Linked DNA regions of Mus musculus: region 1 is linked to region 2. A link is a contact called in public promoter capture Hi-C data. All regions are on one chromosome and are shown on one strand. The core of a region is the stretch at or near the end of the contact, and the rest is flanking DNA. Distances in the headings are between cores, read along the strand shown. Region 1 holds the start of 2010320M18Rik (RIKEN cDNA 2010320M18 gene). Region 2 holds the start of Gdf15 (growth differentiation factor 15).

Region 1 (3,285 bases), core at 255-2,754, 140 kb before region 2:
AGCCCTACTGTGAGCATGGCCATGGGGGAGCCCAGACTCCCATGCTGTGTGATCTAGCAGCCATGTAGTAGGTTGCCAGTGGTGCAGCTCTACACACTCCACGAGGGGAATTCGCAGGCACTCAAACCCTCTGCACCTCCCTGACTCGCAGCCAGTACCTTCTGCTGGAAGGGAGACCAAGGCTGTGCATGAGTAGCCCTCTACCCATCTTGGAGCTGGCATCAAATAAAGTCCCATGAAGACATCTGATACTGGTGTGTGCATTTGTGAGTGGCTGGGGGTAGGGAAAAACTGATGGCTCGATATCATCTAAGTGAGTTTTGTTGGCTGTATAGGGGTTTGGTTAAACACTTAATCCAAGCCAGCCTGCATCCCAGCTACCTAGCAGGCTGGGATCCTGGCTAGGGCAATAGGGCAAAATCTCATCTCTAAAATGAAGTGTTTCCAGGCATGGCTGTATACACATGTAATCCTAACACTTGGAGGTGGGGGCGTGGGGAGGCACGAAGCAGAAGGATCATGAGTTCAGATACAGCCTGGGCTAATAACAAGACCCTGTTTCAAATAATAAAGCCAAAGGAATCAATGATTAAAAGCACTGGCTGCTCTTCTAGAGGACCCAGGTTGTATTCCCAGCACCTACATGGCAGCTCACAGCCGTAACTCAAGTTCTAGAGCATCCGATGTCTCTTCTAACTTCCACAGACACCAGGTACTCACAAGGCGCACAGTTGAACATGAAGAAAAACACAAAATCTTAAAAAGGAAAAATCCAAAACGCTGGGCGTCATAGCTCTTGCTTTTAATTCCAGTCGGGTTATACGCGGCTGTAATTTACTGAACCTGGATCCTGTGCAAGAGCAGTGAGCATGCTTAACTGCCGAACTCTCGCTGCAACCCCTCCGTCCCAATTTTCTACCCTAGTCTTTGCGGTGAGCTAAAATAGATAAATGAATCCCTCGGAAATCAGCCGAACAAGCTCGGCAACTTCTGGTTCTCTCCGTCTCGCCAGAGTCTGTCCGTATTTCCGGAAACAATCTCGCTTCCGGACGCTGATAAGCCGCATTCTCGCGCGTGTTGGGCCGGAGACACTTCGGCTGTTTCCGGACGCCTAGGGTTGTCATGGCAGTGCCTTCGCCTTCCATTCCTTCCACCAGCGGCTCTCCATTGAGGGTACAGCTGCCGAGCTCGTCCAGTGGACCTTCGGCAATTTCCGGAAGCTATCGGCGGCCTCCGAGTCAACTCCCAAGGCCTGGAGTTGAGGTCGTTCGGTTCCTCCCAGACACATTCCGCGGTCTGGCAGGTTCACGACTTCGTAAAAAACACAAACAAACCCCTGTTATGGCACGTTCTGCTGCTTCCGGAATGGCTCGGGTATCTCAGAGTCCCAAGTCCACCGAGCCCAGCTTCGGACCGAATGCGTTCCCGACCCTTCCGCTTTCTAGTGTTTTCGTGAGCCTCCGACGGCCGTGCTCGGCTGTCTCCGACCAGCCTCGGCTGTCTCGTGGCAAAGCCCAGCCTCCCATTCCCGCGGGAGCACACTCGGCAGCTTCCGGAGGCTTGCCCGCGTGCCTCGGTCTTCGGGCTCCGCCTCGTGTGGGGGGAAAGGCCCGCCCTCCCGACCCGAGTGCGCTCGGCTATTTCCGCCTGGGGGCGGGCCCGAAGGCTTGGAACCGCGGCGACGGTGGCTGACGCAGGGATCCCGCGGCTGCGGCGACGGCGGCGGCGGTCGTGGTGGTGGCGACGGCGGCCGGAGTGGGTGAGTCGATGGTGGTGGGGAGGACCCGAGGAGAGAAGGAGCCGCACAAAACCGGGCTCCGAGCTGAGCGTGGGGCTGTGCAGCCTGCGGGGTAGAGACAGGGTCTCTAAGGCCGGGAGGTCCCCGCCCGCAACGGGGCGGAGAGCGGGACACGACCCCGGATCCGGCCACTTCCGTCGTCCAGGGGTCTTCGGGGTGCACGAGGGTCTAGGGGCCCGTCTGTGTGAGCACACAGACTATGCGTGCATCGTAGGCCCCTCCTTTTGCATTGGGGGTTCCGCGATACCCTCCCCCCATGGTGTGCAGACGTGCTCGGCACGGGGGCGGGCAGACGGGTGGCTTTCTTAGGAGAGGCCTCTCCGACCCTCAGTTTCCCTACCTATAACATGCAGGCCACAAGAGGCCGGACAGTGAGTCACACCGGATACCCTGGACCACAAAGCCTTAAGTCCCTCTAGGACACCTGCACCGGGTCCCCGAGATCTGGGGATGAAGCCCAGACCCTCCCCTTGGCACGCTAAACGCCTTTTTCATGGCTTCTTTCTGAAAGCCTCTGCATCCTAGACAGGCGTCTTCCACCATCGGGCCTTTGCAGGAACCGGTCTGTCTATGCATTGCCCTGTCCCTATACGAGGACCTGTCAGCCTTGCTCCCCCAGGAGGATGCACAGAAGACCCAACTGCAGGCTGGAATGGGGACCCAGGCTAGGACCCAATGTGGGGTGTCCAGCTCCTGTCCCCATCCTACTGTGGCACTAAGGTGACCATGGTTCTTCTTGACACCTCCCCTCTCTTGCATCACCAGAGAGCCCCAGGCTAAGGCAAGCTGGGGACACCCCTGCACCCTGTCTCAACCTCCCCTGCAGGAACCAAGGCTTCTGTTTCCTTGGATGCCCACCCAGGCCACAGCTCTTGATAGGCCATGTCCACTGCTCAGGTGTTCAACCCCTTCTTGGGGTTCCCCAATAACCCCAAGTCTAACTGGCCATGTGGTCACTGTCTTTGTTCCTGCCTTGAACTTGGGTGCATCTGTGGTTGGCTTCCTCCTGATGAGTGGGGTTCTTCAGAGAGCTCTGAACTTCAGTTCCCACAACCCTAGTGGGGACAGCAAAGCATTCAGCTCCCAGCACCCCGAAGAAAGGCTGTCAGTGTGGCCTCTCGGATGGGGAGACTAATCAGTAGTGGGACAGGGGCCAGCCCCAAGGTCACTGGGGGATTCTGTCCTGGCTCACTCCGCCTTGTCCATGTCCTTTAGGCTGGTGTTCCCGGCTGAGCATGGTAGCAGCCTGTGGTCTGGGTCCCTTCGTCTGGTGTCAGGCACATCTTGAAGAGCCAGTAAGCCTGGGCACCCACAGCCCAGCTAATGAAGGAGTGATCCACCTATCCCAGCTTGACCATCTGATGGGTGACACAAGCCAAATAATTTGAGAAAACACCAGGAACATCATTGCACAGGTGACTAAATGGTGGCCTCTGTGACAGATGGCCATCTAGGCATGTGCGGCCCCCGAGGTCGCCTGTGACTTC
Region 2 (3,351 bases), core at 631-3,130:
CCTGGTCACCACACTGTAGGAAGAGTGGAATACTATATATAGCAAGGAAGAGCTTGGTAGCTCATTTTCCATCATCTTGACACCCAGGAGACTGAGGCAGGGGGATTGTGGGTTTGGATTCACAGAGTGAAAGTTCTATGAACCTGGAGGAACTGTCCCCTAGGCTTCTGACAGTCTTGTTTTAACCCCCAAGTGACACCCTGACACCTGACTGAGACTTTAGGCCTGGGTCTCTATCGACAAGCAGCTGAGAGTGTGAATTTCAAGGTGCACAGGAGCTCCTACTGTGTACTCAGGTCACATGGGCATCTCTAGTTCTCTACCACAACTTGTGGTGACCCCACGGGATGAAGCTGAAGGTATAGTTGGTCACACACAGCAGTGGGTGTGTGTTGAGGGGGCACAGATGCCTGGCGAAGTGGGATCCTAAACAGGAAGCCCTGGTGACTTTTTTGAAGGGGCCTGTGTGGGTTAGGAAAGTTGGGACCCATCACAGGAAGACACCGAGGGCCAGAGAGGCAACCTGGGCTGGCTGAGGTTGCATCTGTCTGCGGCCTGTGGGGTTAGGTGGGGTACAGAAGTGCTGAGAACATCGAGGCCTGTCCCAGCATCCAGACCGCACAGGGCTCCCCGTGTGGGAGTGGGCAGCTGCTCGGCCCACTCCCGAGCTCCATATCTACGAAGCCATCTGCATCCCAAGAGACTTTGGGCCGTCCCCAGCCTCAGTTTCCCCACCTGTGACCCATGATGGTCCTGTCTCAACCTCTCATCTCACGCAGCAAGACAGCTGTATCCTGATCCTTGGCCTTTGCTCTGCAGCGCAGAGAGGCTGAGAAACTTGTCCAAGGTCACATGGGACCGCGGGATAGTCCCTCAATTTGTAGCGTGCACCCCCGGCCCCCGCTGTACCCCTACCCTGACGATGTAGACCACAGCAGCCTTTCACAGAAAGAGAAACTGAGGCTCAATGGCTGGCCTGGGACCAGAAGACTGCAGTATTATCCTCTGGGATATGATTCGGAGATCAGCAGCTCGCCCAGGGCAGAGAATCCAACTCTGAGACTTAAATTTGGGGGAAAACGGTCAGAGATGAACATAATCCCAGAACCCCACTCTCACCGGCCAGGTGGCCACCATGCTGTGCCTCCTCACAGAGTGCAGATACCTCAAAACTGCCCACAGCTGCGATCCCAAGGGCGGTGCCACCTCTCTCCACATTGATCTTTAAGAGTCACCCCCGTAGGCAAAGGGTCCTGGAGCAAACAGGTAGTTCTGGGCAGTGCATCAGGGGTGGGGCTTGGATCTGAGGAGGAGTGGTCTGGAATCAGTTTGGGGAGGGTTCTGGGGGTCATCCTGGTCTTGGACAAAGGAGATGGCGGGTGAAGACTTACCATGCACCTACCTTGTCTTCACAGGGGGACATGGAGTAACCCTAGTCAGTCATTAACCTGGAGTGACCCCACAGGTCAGAGGCCACCCAGCAGTATGTAAATACTGGGAGGGACCCCAGCAGGAGCCCTTGATGACACCTGGTGCCCCTCCTTGCTCACTCCTGTCTTCCCCAGAGGCCCTAACTACAGCCACTACCCTTTCAGGGCCCAGGCTGACCGTGGATGGGGCTCCTGGCACCTTCATCCTCCTCCTCCATCTTCTATCTGAGCCTGAGACGAACTGCCCACCCCCTCCAGCCACCTGCCGCCTCCTGTTTGGAAGGAGGCCCGCAGCAGATTTCCTCTTCCCTCCATTCCCAAGAGGAACCCCTGGTCTGGGGATACTGAGGCAGGCACAGGGCAGGGCACGTGTGAGCATCCAGTCATCCTGAAAGGTAAATCTGGTTCCTGAAGCGACAACTGTTCGTACAGGGTTTTGAAGGATTGGTAGGAGTCCCACAGAGGACACCGAAGAGGTGCAGTCCCTGATTTGTCCTTATGTCCCAGCCCATTTGGGCACGGCTGTAATGTCTACTCCTGGGACACTGAGGCATAGGGGTGACTTGCCTGAACTTGCCTTTTCTAGGTTTTCCTTGGCTTCACCTTTGATGGGGGTGGAGGGAGGAGGGAGGGAGAGAGGAGGAAAGAGAGAGGGAGAGAGTCCTGGTCCCAAGAGGAAGGAAGAAGCCACTTGAACTTCAGTCTGGACTCCATCACATGTTCTGTGGGGACGATCAGCCCTCACTCAGGTCCCAGCCCGGCGGTTTCCCTCCCTCCCACCCCCTCCCCCTGCGGAGCCCTGGGATTCCCGCCCGAATTAGCCTGGTCACCCGAGTTGGCATCGCACACGGGGGCGGAGCGGACAGAGTCCAGTGGGTATAAAGGCAGCTGCAGAGGGCTTAACTCAAAGACACACTCAGGACACAAGCGACATGGCCCCGCCCGCGCTCCAGGCCCAGCCTCCAGGCGGCTCTCAACTGAGGTTCCTGCTGTTCCTGCTGCTGTTGCTGCTGCTGCTGTCATGGCCATCGCAGGGGGACGCCCTGGCAATGCCTGAACAGCGACCCTCCGGCCCTGAGTCCCAACTCAACGCCGACGAGCTACGGGGTCGCTTCCAGGACCTGCTGAGCCGGCTGCATGCCAACCAGAGCCGAGAGGACTCGAACTCAGAACCAAGTCCTGACCCAGCTGTCCGGATACTCAGTCCAGAGGGTGAGTAGCAACCAGGGACCCACTTCAGGAACACCCTCTCCAAGCTCCAACCAACACACTCAAGTCCACGAGCCCAGCCCAGCTTCCGAGACTCAGTTTCCCCTGCTGTGACCTCTGGAGCTGCCAGCAGCGGGCTCAGCCAGAGTAGGACGGATGACCGTCCCTAGACCGGAGCTGGACAAATGATGTCCAGAGAGGTCAAGGTCGCTCCTGGAGATGCACAGCACTCGAGTTGGGGAGGACATGGGGGAAGGTTAGAGGGTCCTGGAGGGAAGAGGGAGGGACAGGAGCCAGGTTGGGAGCCAAACGGAAAGAACCTGCGGGAACTGGATCGGAAATCTGACGCAATCGCTTGTAAAGAGACTGCTACAGTAACAAGTGACAGTCGCTTGGATGGGAGGGAGGAGGATCCAGGGGACTGGACTCAGCTCTGGGACCCAGCAGGGCTGAGGGCGGGCCCAGGCTGATTTGGGTCACGCCCCCTTACAAATCCGCTAGGGTTGTGTGAATCCAAGCGAACTGTAGCTCTCCCTAAAGATCTGCAAAGCTACACTTGGATGTGGTGGCGCATGTCTGCCATCCTAACTACTCCGGGGGTTGAAGCAGAATTGCCTTGAGTTCAAGGCCAGCTGGGACTACAGAGTGAGAACCTCCCCAAATTTTATTTGTAGCCCAGGTCGATTTCAAACTCAGGGCAATCCTTCTGCCT

Evidence for each region. Capture Hi-C pulls out chosen DNA fragments and counts their contacts.
Region 1: a contact with region 2 is called in a promoter capture Hi-C map of liver. The contact joins the promoter of 2010320M18Rik here to the promoter of Gdf15 in region 2. A contact is called at or near these places in 10 of 39 promoter capture datasets (the 3T3-L1 cell line, 3T3-L1-derived adipocytes, cranial neural crest and 5 more), 3 of 15 datasets of contacts at CTCF or cohesin (embryonic stem cells and large pre-B cells), 12 of 484 Hi-C or Micro-C datasets (CD8 T cells, embryonic stem cells, neural progenitor cells and 4 more), 11 of 115 datasets of contacts at active chromatin or transcription factors (Th17 cells, embryonic hindbrain, embryonic stem cells and 3 more) and 4 of 9 other capture datasets (adipose tissue, embryonic stem cells, liver and 1 more).

The regions. Positions count from the first base shown.
Region 1 is chr8:70,775,081-70,778,365 of GRCm38.p6, reverse strand. 2010320M18Rik (RIKEN cDNA 2010320M18 gene) reads right to left here and starts at 1,504. Exons shown (of 1, transcript NR_029440.1): 1 at 760-1,504. Pik3r2 (phosphoinositide-3-kinase regulatory subunit 2) reads left to right here and starts at 1,654. Exons shown (of 16, transcript NM_008841.3): 1 at 1,654-1,759; 2 at 3,014-3,285. It overlaps Mast3 (microtubule associated serine/threonine kinase 3), which reads left to right. Exons shown (of 26, transcript NM_199308.2): 26 at 1-249.
Region 2 is chr8:70,630,624-70,633,974 of GRCm38.p6, reverse strand. It overlaps Gdf15 (growth differentiation factor 15), which reads left to right and starts at 1,880. Exons shown (of 2, transcript NM_011819.3): 1 at 1,880-2,642. The coding sequence starts at 2,363. Gm34154 (a long non-coding RNA gene) reads right to left here and starts at 1,412. Exons shown (of 2, transcript XR_870495.2): 1 at 1,120-1,412.